Regions from separate parts of the Hordeum vulgare genome. Here region 1 is linked to region 2. Evidence: chromatin contacts called from public Hi-C data. All regions are on one chromosome and are shown on one strand. Each heading gives the region's core, a stretch centred on a gene start, on an enhancer-like site or on the middle of the called end of the contact. The rest is flanking DNA. Distances are from core to core; before and after follow the strand shown. Region 1 has its middle 130 kb from the start of LOC123444164. Region 2 holds the start of LOC123444162.

Region 1 (6,637 bases), core at 2,068-4,567, 140 kb after region 2:
ATACTGCCATACCGGTGTGAAAACTAATCAATAATGACAAGCATCATAGTCTACATACCCTCCATTTTGCAGCTCGCCTCTTGTAAAGACAGAATAGACTCTATGTAATGTTGAAGAAAACATTTCCCACTGGTTGTCTCCCTAGGGAGTGCTACCTGCGCGATGAAATAGTTAACAAAATCTGTGACATGATACTTTCAGAAGTTTTGGTAGATGTCAAGGTCACCCAACAGAACAATAGATTTCCATGGGGAATAGGTTCCGTGTTCATATTGTGAATTACATATGAAATAAGACCTACACAAATTTCCTGCGGTGCAGTCTAAAAAGTTATGTGTTTGGCATGATGTGCAATACTGCTATCCAACAAGTGTTGAAAATGTATTGTAGCACAGTGTGTGAAAGTGGAAATATTCTGATAAAATAACACAAAACAGTACCACAGCTGCATGACAGCAAAAAAAATAATCTGCTAAGAGCATCCACATCCCAATTGTCTCTAAAAATCTAGTGCCAAGGTGGATAAATCAGATTTCTATATATACACTTCTTTAAGTATTTTCTAGCACATCTCATAGGGCCAACTATAGATGCTATGTTCTTTAGTTTTGTCATTTAAATTGCAATTTCATATACATGAGCTAATTAAAAGTAATTTATTTGGCGTCGCATTGATGCTAAAAAATTTCCTAGCACCTATTCTCACATCCCTTAGCACTGGTGCTAGCCAGTTCCTCCGCCCTTAGCGTTTGCTTACCACCTTGGGATATGGATGCTCTAAAGCATGATTTATCGAGCAAATTGATGTATATACCTGCTACCATTGCAAATCATGAATACAAAATTTTAACTATGATACGTCAACACGACAGTCTTTCCAATTCTTGGCTGTAAATACACTATTAGGAACTCGAACCACATTACCTTAATTCCTTTGTAACCAAGTCTTTCACCAAGACCACCAGCTACAAGAACAAATGCAGCATTGCGTGCTTCTTTTACCCTAGCTGCTTTTCTGAATGTCAATGACGCTGATCGTACTCTCCTGGAATCTGATGCTGTCCGGTCGGGATAAGTGAGGGGAGAGGGAGCAGGACATACCTGACCGCGACGCCGTCCGGTCTGGAACCGCCGTCGCCCCTGTCCCTTTGTTTAGGGTGGAGGATCAGAGATGGAAGGTTATCATCCAAGGCACACCCTCTGGCAGCTTTACCTGTTCATGATTGCACTGACAATAAGACCATGGTAGGAATCTCAAAGAGTAATGGAAAGTGCACATTTCTGCTAGATCTAAACGTGGTGGATGATGCAGATATACACTCGGTGGATGATGCAGCGACTAGAAATAGCATGACCGTTCAGTCTGAAGATTTACCTGAACAGAACACACAGGATCTCAAGCCAGCACTGGGGACAACACATCTTCTAGAAAACCGATGGTTGAAGAAAAGTGGAATAAAGGAGATACACCGCCTACTGATATGTCAGGCGCTCTGTCTCTCTCCCTTGCTTTTCCAGCATCAAAGGGACAATAGGCTGGTAAAATGCAACCGGAATCGCAAAGAGGCCTCAGATTAGCAGTAGGAATTACTCATTTTCGATTATCCAGTGATGATGGCTCCTTGCGTTTGCATTCCTGATGTCTTGCAAGATGGATCTTTGTAGCATCAACCCACTGCACAAGGAGTCTGCTGAAGACACAATTATCTTGTCAATGTGCAAACAGATGGCATCTTTTAGAGTGCATTTTGACGACTTTACATGCTCCTCTCGGCACACCCATGTTGAGTATTGAATTGCGAAGAACTTGAGAGAGTGGATCATGGCTTGTTTTGGTACAGAAAACATACATATATATTCAACTGCTCTTCCAAACATCGATAGAGATTTGAGCAGAGCTTCAGACTCTGCATTTGAAGTACCATCCAATCTCTGCATGTTAAATAAATCTCATGTCAGTTTTTGTCTTTAGCTTGCAACAGTGCGATATACTCTGGGGGAATGGTGGTGTAAACGCCTAAAATTGGCACATAACACTTAACTTTTCTGTTTCTTAAAAGTGCCTCTGGGATATCTAAATTTACTCATGAAATCGCTAGTTGAGGTAATACCCATTGCAGAAGATAACTCCCTGTCCCAGACTCTTCTGATGGTGAGAAGTGAGGGGAGAGGGAGCAGGACATACCTGACCGTGACGCCGTCCGGTCTGGAACCGCCGTCGCCGCTGTCCCTTCGTTTAGGGTGGAGGAGGAGGTCCGTTGAGCGGCGGGAGGAGGCGCGGTGGCGGGGGGAGGCGAGGCTGGCGATGGTGAGCCCGGAGAGGAGGCCGAACTTGAACTTGTCGAGGCCGTAGTGGGGCACCCACTCTAGTGCCGGCACGAAGTACTTGAGCGCGCCCCATGCTGCGGGAGGGGCGAGCGGGAGCGGCGCGCGGGGGCCCAGGCGACGGAGGCGAAGGCGGCGAGCTCGGAGACGAGGTGCGGGTTGGGGAGCACGGTGAGGTACTCGGCGTCGCAGGAGGCGTCCGGCAGGAGGAGGAGGACCTCGAGCAGGCGCGCGGAGAACCTGACCCAGGAGGCCGCGACGAAGGAGCGGCCCAGCGGGAAGGCGGCGAGCGCGAACGGGTTGCAGCCGGAGGCCGGGTGGCGGAGGAGGGCGACGAGGAGCTGGTCGCGGAGGATGAAGGCGCCGCGGGCGAGCAGGACCCTGAGCGCCACGAGGCACTTGAGGGCCACGGCGGCGTCGCCGCTGCCGGAGGCCGCGGCGCGCAGGCGGTCCATGAACGCCTCCTCGAGCGCCGCGGCGGAGAGGCGCGAGCCGCGGCTGAAGGCGAGGAGCGCGTCCAGGTGGTGCGCGTACAGCGGGGCCGTCGACGGGTGGTGCGCCGTCGCCCGCAGGATCGCGCTCTGCGCGTCCGCGCCGGAGGCCCCGGGGAGAGGAGCGTCGCCGCGAGCCGCAGGAGCTTGAGGCCCATGGCGATTGGCGCCGTCGCGTCGCGCGAGGAGGTGGTGGGAGCGGCGCGCGGGGGCGGGCGCCGGCCGAGCGGGGCTAGCGGGAGCGGGAGCGGGAGCGGCGCGGGGCCGGCGGGCGATCGGGGTGAGCGGGGGTTTGCGGGAGCAGTTCCAGAGAGAGATCGATCGGGAGTTTTTGTTAGCGACGAGGAGTTTTCGTTAGCGCCGAAGGTTTGTTAACAACATAATTAGGCCGTTGATGAAGTGATTAGACGGCTGAGATTGTGATTTGGATCTGCCCTGTCGTGCTTTTTATTAGTAGAGATAAAGGGGTGTTCGATAAACTTTATTTAGCGCCACACGCGCCGGTTACAGTGAAATTTTGCTAACCGGTGCGTGTGGCGCTCTGTAATGGGCCGGTCCATTTAGACTCCTGTCTTTTGTTTTAGTGCGTATACTTTTTCCAAATCGATTTTTTTTAAATCGGTAAACTTTTTCACAAATTGATGAACTAATTTTTTGAAATCAGTGAACGTTTTTAAAAATCAGTGAACATAATTTAAAATTTGTGAACTTTAAAAAATAATCAGTGAACTGTTTTTAAAAATTGTAAACTTTTTTGAAAATTGATGATTTTTTCGTACTCTATGAAATTTTTAAAAATCCATGAACATATTTCAAAAATTGGTAAACTTTTAATGATAATCATTGAACTTTTAAAAATTCTATGAACCTTTTAATGAGCAACGCATTCTACATGAGCCGGCCCACGAGAAAGAGCGGTGTAGGGGCCGGTTCCCTATCCGGCGCTGAAAGCGCCACAGGAGGTCCCGGGGCGCCCAGTGAGGCGGTCGAGCAATTAGGGCTTTTTTGGGGGGTGATCCCTTATTTTTCTTTACTAGTGGCCACCTACAGAAGAAGTTATTATCAACAAAAGACCTAAATCTTAACAAAGTGGAAGCTGTATCGGATTATTCAATGGAGCTGCAAGTTATCGATCAGGGATTTTAGGGTGCTTATGGTGCAATCATCAGGGAGATCAACAAGTGGAAATCATATTTTGATAGCTGCCTTTTTATTCGCGAACGTAAAATTTTAACTTCAAGGCGCATAGGCTTGCACAACACACAACAACTTTACGTATAAAATGCCATGTATGGCAGGTCATCCCTATGACCCAATTTCTATACCTCTAAACATTCTTGATTCAGAGTAATAAAGTCTTTTTTTACTCAATTCAGAGTAATAAAGTTACGTGCAACCTACCGGACAATATCCAATATTTTTTTTTACTCCCACCCTCGCGATATGTTAGTAGTTTTTAAATGGCTCTCGTTCTTTGTTTTCTCCACCGTTTTGTTTTCTATTTTTATGCTTGCTATTTATTTATTTTTCTCTTTTCATTTTTCTTATTTATATAAAAATATTTAAAATTTAAATATTTTGATTCTAAGAGTTATAAGAGTTTTAGAAAAATATTAAAACTGTACTGTTCATTATAATTTCTTTTTCATATTTTTAAGAAAGTTCACAAAAGTTTCAACATATATTTAGAAAATTTGAAGTGTTTTGCATTTTATAAAAAATAACAATTTTAAAATAAAATTTCAGTAAGTGCTTAGTTTTTAATAATTATTTTTTTATATTTTTTGGAAACTGAATGAGAACCGAAAAACCTCTAAAAATCAGAACTGAAAAAATAACTTGCCACAATAGCTTCACATGAGTTACTAGAGAGCGCCGATGGGCCGGCCAAGATGCGGCGCCACTTCTTTCTTAATCACTTCTTAGAGGGTAACTCTTGCAAGTGTCATTGTCTATCCCTCCTGTGCACGTACGCAACTCCCTCGGTCCTCCTCCACAACACCTCGCATGTACACTTGTGGTGGCGAGTGATACATGTATATGTGACACATGTCATAACATGACAGTTTATTTCATTCATTAATTCTTGAGTGAATTTCATATTTTACACACTATATCTGCATTTGTGACACTAATTATCCAGTCAAGTGAAAATTCATCTAAAATATTGTTTTAGAAGCTTTGAACTCTCGTTTTCTATACACGTCCATTAGGCAAGGTGTGAGATAACATTGGAGACCCAAAATATTCGGGCGACAACGAGGAATGAAAAAGGTGGACAAAATAAGTATGTGCGTAATCGTCAACGGTACTCTCCGATCTTTACACGTTTTTTAATGAATCATGGACGCAATATGCTCATCATATCTAAGATAAATAAGGAAAATGCAAAACTTGGGTAAGCCGTGTTAAAAATCTCCAAAATATGATATTTCAATAAAAGTTCCACTAAATAGGATGATATGTATCACAAATGTACAACCACAGGATAAAAAGTGGAATTCACTCCTAGTTCTTTAGATCGTTTTATCTCTTAAACTGTGTGTCCACATTATGAACCGTTTTCTTCTTTGTGTTTGCCACATCAAGATCTCTAAAACTAGATTTAATGTTAATAGTTTGATAAACTTTCTTTCCTGGAAAAAACCCAGGGAAAAATAAAAAATAGAAAACATACAAGACCAAAAAAGAAAAAAAATGGAAAAATGAAAAAAATAATATAAAAAATAACCGGAAAGTGACCTTTCACTTTTTTTGAAAGGAGATGTATACCTTTTCACTTCTAAGGAAGTATAGTTGTGCTTCATCATGAATCCCAACATTGCCTCAATACGAAGCACAAGTGTGTGCTTTTTAGCAAGCACACCAATGAAAAGAACAAATTTGCGTCACACCAAACCATGTTTGTGCCTTTTCGAGAAGCACTCGAAAATCACATATGTGCTTTGCGGAAAAACACAACTATGCTTCATCATGAAGAACAACTATGTTTTCTTATGCGTATGATTAACGGGACAAAAAGAGAAAGAAAGAAAAGGAAATAAAATCCACAAAAACAAAATCAGACAAAATTCAAAAACCAACCCGTGCCACCACCATGGACGCCCCCCCCAATCGAGCGTGCAAAAAACTTATTAGTGTTGGTACACCCAATGCACGCCATGTGACGCACTGGAATGCCGAGAAAACATCCACTCGGTTGTCTCGTAAAGGGTTACTGAGGTAATAGTCACTCATGGCATTCTGAGACAAAACATTAAAGTAGGGGAACCCAACTCGAGAGGGGGTCCTAGCGTCGCGCTCTAGAACTCCCCAAAACGTGTCCACTAGGTTGGCCCTCTAAAGGGTACCCACTAAATAGTCACTCCATCATTTTGGGACAAGGTGCCTAAATAAAGGAACCCAACTTGAGAGGGGGCCTAGCGAAAGATTAACGCCGAACCACGTGGATGGTCTCGCCCAATGACTAGAAAGTGACTCGTTGCTTAGAAATATGTACGCTTGTTTGTTGGAGAAAAAGAAATGTGGAAGACCGACTGCCCAAAAAAACATTGTCCCTTTTTCGACACACAAAATGTTCAAGAATTTGTAAATTGTTCATGAAATAAAAATATGTTCAGATGCTTTTAAAATAAATATGTACATGTTTTAAAGATGACCTCATGCACTAGTTCTATTTATTTTCCCAACGTCAAAACGAGTTATGCTTGTCGTAATGAGAGTATCATAGCTAGTATCATACATGTGAGCTAGATAATTTTGATGACATGATATAGAATTAAATGAAGAAAGAGAGAGTTGAATGTCATATCATGATACCA
Region 2 (7,378 bases), core at 2,336-4,835:
GCACTTCACTTAATGTGTAGTGTTTGATTGTTGTGAATTGACATGCCATGTCTTGCATATATTCAACCGTCATGCATCATATGTGTTGTGCATCGTGTGGTGAATATCGTGTGTTGATTCTTGTTTCCGGTTTGCTTCGTATCGATAGAGTTCCGACCGCTTCGGAGTGTGAGGATCCGTTCGACCACGTCGGTTCGTCTGCTTCACGGAGTCATTCTTCTTCCAAGCGGGATCTCAAGCAAGATGACCATTTCCCTAGATACCATTACTATCATTGCCATACTAGTTTTATCGTTTCTATCGCCATGTCTCGCTACCTACCACCTGTTAAATATCAGCCTCTCAACATTGCCATGAAAACCTTCGACTTGTTCACAACCTAGCAAACAACTAATTGGCTATGTTACCGCTTGCTTAACCATGTGTTAGCGTTGCTAGCTGCAAGTGTAGTTGCTTCCATGTGATAACATGGGTTCCTTGTTGTATCACCCTATTAATGCTATTTAATTTAATGCACCTATATACTTGGTAAAAGGTGGAAGGCTCGACCTTTCTAGCCCGGTGTTTTGTTCCACCTTTACCCCCTTAGTTTCGGCTACCGGTGATATATTCCATAATTGAGCGCTCCTAACACGATCGGGGTTGTTATGGGGACCCCCTTGATAATTCGTCTTAGATTAAAGCTGGTCTGGCAAGGCCCAACTTTGGTACTACATTTGCCTAATAACCTAATAAAAATGCATAGGGACCCGCCGGCACCCGCGGAGTAATTAATCAACCCCCGGGTCAGTGCTCCGCATGAGTGTTGGTCCAACCTGTCAACCGCCGGTGGCAACCAGGGGCAACTCTGTGTTTGGCCTACCGGAAGTTTGGACAACCCGTCGTGTCCTTAGAACGAGATACGCGGCTCCTATCGGTATCGTCGACACGTCGGGCGGCCTTGCTGGATTAGTTTTACCTTTGATGAATGTCTTGTGCATCGGGATTTCGGTGATGCTTTGGGTAATCTCAGAGTTGAGGTTTTCCACTAAGGAGTCCGACGAGATCGCGAGTTTCGTGATCGAGGATTTCTATGCGGCTTGTGGTAATTTGTGATGGACTAGTTGGAGCACCCGTGCAGGGTTTAATCTTTCGGGAAGCCGTGCCCGCGGTTATGTGGCAACGTGAAAACTTTGTTTAACATCCGGATCTAGATAACTTGAAGTTAACTTAATTAAAACTTGCCAACTGAGTGCGTAACCGTGACTGTCTCTTTCGTGAGCTCCTTCCCCGATCGAGGACACGGTGGGTCTATGCCTGACGTAAGTAGGTGTTCAGGATCATTCATTTGATCATCAGTAGTTCACGTCCGCTATGTGTAGTTCACCCCCCTATTCTTGTACTCTTAAGTTAGCCACCTCAAATAATGCTTAGTCGCTTGTTGCAGCCTCACCACTTAACCTTACCTCACCCATTAAGCTTTGCTAGTCTTGATACCTTTGGAAATGAGATTGCTGAGTCCCTGTGGCTCACATATTACTGCAACAACAGATGCAGGTACAGTTAAAGGATTACTTGACGCGAGCGTGTTGATTGTTTATTTGGAGTTTCTTCTTCTTCATCATCGATCTAGGATGGGTTTCAGGCCGGTAGCCTGGGATAGCAATGATGGACGTCGTTCTTTTCTCATTTGTTTTTGTCCGTAGTCGGACCTTGCTCTTCTTCGTGATATTTATGTATTGTACTGATGTGACTCTGATGTAGCTTGTGGCGAGTGTAAGCCAATTCCATATACTCTTATCTTCAGTACATGTACTTGTAACGATATCTATTCTTACGAAACGACGAGATGCGCTTCTATCCCTATGGGGCCCTCGTGCTAAAATAAGGATAGGATTGTATCTTGGGCGTTACAACTTAATCCATCACATGAAGTGCAATGAAGACTTACATTACTAGTAACGCCAAGGGTTAAAGTTGACGTTTCTAGTAACTCCCCTCTTTATTACCATTAATTGTCTTGTAATGAAGCTCGGTCGGTCGTGGAAGCTACTATATAAGCCACTCCCGGGATCCAGCTCAAGGGTTCAACACTTGTAATCTTTTACACCTCCCATAAGAAAACACCAGCCTCACGACTCGAGACGTAGGGCTGTTACCACTTCCGAGTGGGGCATGAACTCGTAAATCCGAGTGCATCCGCTGCGCCTAGTTAGACTTCGCCCCTCCGTTCGTACCCCTTGGTACTATTGTCAGGGTCATTCCCACGACATATCCCACCATCGACGAGGCCGCGCGTGCCTACGACATGGCGGTGTGGCGTGCCGGACGGCCAATGCGGACCTCAACTTCATGGAGGTCGAGGCCCGGGCGGTGGCGGAGTGGCTCGTGCCGCAGGGCATCCGGATGGAGGAGATGCCGGCGAAGAAGGCGAAGAAGAGACTGGCCGTTGTCGTCGCTCCCAGCGAGAGCAACGAGGCGGTGATGGCTCGGTTGGCACGAGAGCATCCGCAGTACGTCCAGGCCGAGCTGGAGCACTACTGGAAGTGCGACGTCGAGGCAAAAAAGAAGGGGGTGAAGAAGGAGGACGAGGTCGCCCCCTCGATTGTGATCCCTATCGAGTCGTCGGATGAGGACTGGGGTGACTCCGATGAGGAGGATGAGGGGTGCGATAACCCGGACAAGGACGAGTTCTGGGAGCAGTTCCGCAGCTCCGACAACGAGGAGTAGTTTCGTCTAGTAGTTGAATTTATGTATGAGATGAAGTAGTAGTTGGTCGTTTTACATCTTCGTTTTGGACCATCTCTTGGAGTTGCTCTTTTTTTTTACATCTCCGTTTTGGATCATTTGTTGGAGTTGAGCCTTTTTTGAAGATGTAAAAACACTTTTTGGTGCTTCAAATTTGAAGCATCACCGGTTTGGAACACGAAAATATACATCATCTATTGGAGATGCTCTTAGCGTGGGAGCACTTGCCATTATTTGGTCGCTTTGGCTATGTAAAAATGATAAGGTTTTTAAGGATAAAAGTAATTCTTTTATGTAGGTTATTTACACAAGTATTGGGACTCTTCGTTTATGGTCCTTTCTGTAACGTTTGGAGAATCAAGACCTGTTTACGAAGATGTGTACACGATTAAAGAATATAACGAGGGATACTTTTATCCAACATGACGTTATACGGACTCTACATGTTTCTTTGTATCTCGCCTTTTATTTTTTTATTTTTATGTGAGATAATATTGTTTGACTGTGTGCATTTTAGTTATGATAAAGAGGTCCAGTGTAATGCTTATAATTTTTTTTAACAATAAAGTGTTCCTTTTCGAAAATCTATCTATTTCTTTTTTTCTTTGATTCCTAGTACCCCTTTGTTTCTAAATATAAGTTTTTTTATAGATTTTGCTACGGACTATACATGAAACATAATAAATGATGTACATTTTAAAATATGTCTATGTATATATATATATATATATGTATGTAAATACATAGTGGAATTTCAAAAAAAAAAAATAGAAACGGAGGGAGTACAAGATAGCTGGTCATTCGTGCCGAGCGGCTGTTCTAGTGTTCATTTTCGTTTCTGTCTTCTGCTAAACCACATTTTTTGAGAAACAAATGCGACCACTGATAAGTGTTCAGTTCCGTCTGTCATCGGCCCTAGCGGCAACAGTGCAACATTATCCGCCGTGTCAAACTGAAGAACCACCGCTGCCCACACATACCGTTCGGTCGGTCGGTCGGTCGGCGTCGGACCGGGTGGTGAAAACCAAATCGGCGACGAAGCAAAGAGAACACGCCAGAAACAAAACAAAGCCGAGGACCCCGACCGCCCAACGCCATGCCGCTCCTCCACGGCGTCAGCCTCCGGGCCCTCCTCGCCGGCGCCGCCGTCGCGCACCTCTCTTCCTCCTCCATCGTCCGGGCCTCCCCGTGCGCGCCGGCCCCGCCGCTGCGGCTCCGCGCCTTCGCCTCCTACAGCGCCTCGGAACCTCCGCCGCCACCGCCCTCCTCCTCGCCATCGACCTCGCGGGTCCTCGCCTCCGCGGCCGCGGCGTGCGACTGCGAGAAAGGGGCGAAGCCCGCGATCTGCACGGCGGACGAGCTGCACTACGCGCCCGTGCCAGGCACCGAGTGGCGGCTCGCGCTCTGGAGGTACCGCCCGCCGCCTGAGGTGTGTGCTTTGATCCTGCGGCTGGGCGGTGGGCGCGGCTTCGTTACGCTTGCTTTTGTTCCGTTGCTGATCTCGTGCTCGCTTGGCTTACGCAGGCGCCCAAGAGGAACCACCCACTGATGCTGCTGTCCGGAGTGGCCACCAATGCCGTGGGATTCGACCTGTCCCCTGGGGTGAGTTCATCTAATGATTATGCTACTCCTATCGATAGATCGGGCTGTAAACAGTACATTTTGTTTTTTTGTGAAGAAGCCCATATGATGCTTCATTAATCTCTGTAAATTGCTTGTATAATGATGTTGCAAATGCAAACTGGTAGCCATCTTTTAGCTTGGACTCACGTATCACACGGAGTAGCTTAGGTTAGAGTGACACTTAAAAATGCCTTAGCTCACACTCCAAATTTTAGAAAGGAAAGTTCGATAAAAATATCATGGGGTAAACCGAGTGTTATGAACAAACAAACACAACATTTTCTCTTCAAGAGAAGTTTGTATTATGTTTATTGGCATCTTTATTGTGTTACTATTATTGCTATTCCAATAAGCACATCTGATGGGATACAGCATTCAGCAGACGTAAAGGTACCAAAATTTGAAAACGTTTACATGTAGTTGTTATCAAATTTGGTGTGAACAGAACATAGTGTCTGCTTGCACAGCGGATGGTTATTAGTTCTTACGTTGCTAATATGAAATTAGTTAAGAGGTGCAATTGATGTTTACTTGCATAACTAATGGTACTGGTTGGGATGCAGCTAGACGGCAATGAAGTACCATATCTTGCACAAATATAGAAACAACACACTTTAAACGGAAAGCACAAGTTCATATTTTCAGTTTTCTATTAACTGTTACAGCGACTGTTTGCCTAAGTTGTTGGCTTCTTGTACACAATTTACGAAGGAGAATCTGTAGAACTTATTAAGCTTGGCTATGCTTGTCCACTTTTCAAGAGTCCAATGACAGGTGTAATTGCTGTTGTGCTTGTATCACAGGAGTTAAACTATATCAAAAATGTATTCCTGCCTCTATAACAGTTCTGGTGCTCTTTCGAAAAAAATAGTTTGATCCATATCGTTACCTGTCTTGTTTTGTATTATGTATTAATATATGTTATGTACTCAACAAGAAAACATTTATACATCGACTGTCTTCCTTGTTATTGTTGTCATGTTTATAGGCATTTCTTTTATGGCCTCCCCTTTACCCCGTTCTTCCATTAATGCATATGAAATGATGACAGGCTTCCTTTGCCCGTCATATGTCTATGCAAGGGTTTGATACATGGATTGTTGAGCTGCGTGGTGCTGGCCTCAGCACACGTGGATCAGAATTAGCTGCAGCTAGCACCAAGTCTGACACGTCCTCTAATTCAGGTGTGGATAAAATTTTGACACAGAAAGTAAATGTTGTTCCTCCTGCCAAGGATATGTCAACTAACGAACCTCAAAGTTCTGAAGTTCCAGTACTAACAGACACAAATGTGGTAGAAACAAACACATCAGAAGAACCACAGCTGGTGACAAAGTTAGCAAATGCTTTGGCACAATTGAGTGTAACATTTTCAGGTTATGTAAAAGATAGCCAACTGAGAAACATCACTGACAGTTTTTTTGATCGAGTGACAGAACTTGTCCCTGATGCCTCATTAACTAGTAGTCTTGAGGAGGTTGCAGACAAATTTCTAGGGTTGATGGAATTGCCACAGACGTCAGCAATATATGATCAAATTAGCCAATTAAGCCAGCGTCTTGTGAAGATTCTTGGGGAAGGTCAACAAAATGTTTCCCCTCGGTTATTTGGCTGGCAGGAACGCCTCTCCACAACCATAGAAGATCTTCAGAAGCAGTTGGAGCTGATTGTTAGCTATGATTGGGACTTCGACCATTACCTGGAGGAGGATGTACCTGCAGCGGTTTGTAGACATACTCTTCACTGTTGATAGATTAATTGAAGGTACCTTGAACTGCTTAGTAAGAATTAAGATGCTTTTTTGTTTGTGCAGATAGATTATATAAAACAGCAGAGTGTACCCAAGGATGGAAAATTGGTTGCTATTGGTCATTCTATGGGAGGAATCTTGTTGTATGCAATGATTTCAAAGTGTGGTATGTTCCATTGACCTGTCCTTTTTGGGTTTTCCACTAACCTTTCTTAGAGCAGGAAAAACAGCATTTTTTGTTTTAGCAAATGGAATATTTCACATCTTCAACTAGTAGGTGAGGCTAGGAAAGCTGAAGTATGACGCATCAATGTTACACTATCATTGATAACTGTAATTATCTGCACAAGTATCCATGGACGCCTTCGAATTTTATTTGTTGTTTGTTTGATATGCGGTTCTGGAAGTCTCTGAGGAACTATCCCTTGCACCATAGCTTTTGGCCATTGAGCACTAAAGCAAAGGCAAAGTTTGAAGTCATGAATACACTCCACTGTAGTATTAAGAAATTACGGCAACCTGTCTTGTCTGCTTTATCTAATCCCTGGTGGCTAATTCCTGCTAGTATTTCCTTTAAATAGAGCTTACTGGATGTTTGATAAAACTTAATGGACTGCTATCAGGCATCCATACACGGTCAAATCTTGTCAAGGTTTGGAAGATTTTTCGAAAAAGGGAATTTTGTAGACGGTCGCATCAAGGCCATTCAACCGTGTGAATTCACTCCCGGCCTTTACATAACAAGATGCACACATCCCTTACAAGTAACAAACATAGTCTCAAAATGAAAGCGACATAGTTAACACAAAAAAGAAGGCATCCGTAGACTAATTGACTAAACTGCCATCAATGCTGGCCTGCTGGGTAAAAACCTCCTTATGGTTAGCGGGGTGATGGTGTTACGAAAGCAACTTATCTCCAATGAAGGCCCAAGGGGCATATATATATTACACAAGACTTGAGGTGCAAGGAAAGGAAACATAGTCTAATAAGGACTCCTAGACCAATACTAATATCCTACTTCCTAACAGGTGGGTCATGAATGTTGGCTCGCAATAGGTGCTCGGTGGCACCGGCAACCCTAGTTTTGCACTTCTGCTTGTCTTATGGTAGATTTGGAAAGAGAACAGTCTCAGGATTTTGCAAAACTAGTGCACCTTCTAACTGTGCAACATTAGGGATGGGGCTAGTAATTGGCACACTACCAGCGCTAGGGTTATAGGAGCTCTTATGTGGCAAGATAGGCTATTGCTTTTCTTCCTTCTATTTTGTGATAAT

What was found. A called contact is a pair of places that touch in the nucleus more often than the background predicts.
Region 1: a Hi-C map of leaf shows a contact between it and region 2, with 6 times the contacts expected there. The contact joins the enhancer-like site here to the promoter of LOC123444162 in region 2. A contact is called at or near these places in 3 of 6 Hi-C or Micro-C datasets (leaf and seedling).

The regions. Positions count from the first base shown.
Region 1 is chr3H:443,246,339-443,252,975 of MorexV3_pseudomolecules_assembly, forward strand. It overlaps the pseudogene LOC123444165. Among protein-coding and RNA genes, the nearest start is that of LOC123444164, 130 kb to the left of the region's middle. Within about 2 kb of position 3,318, at least 3 of the 3 cell types and tissues checked have open chromatin away from gene starts, as enhancers often do. A contact at or near this core is called in leaf and seedling, where this site is marked.
Region 2 is chr3H:443,105,365-443,112,742 of MorexV3_pseudomolecules_assembly, forward strand. LOC123444162 reads left to right here and starts at 3,586. Exons shown (of 10, transcript XM_045120796.1): 1 at 3,586-4,137; 2 at 4,252-4,329; 3 at 5,402-5,534; 4 at 5,835-6,073; 5 at 6,164-6,266. The coding sequence starts at 3,601.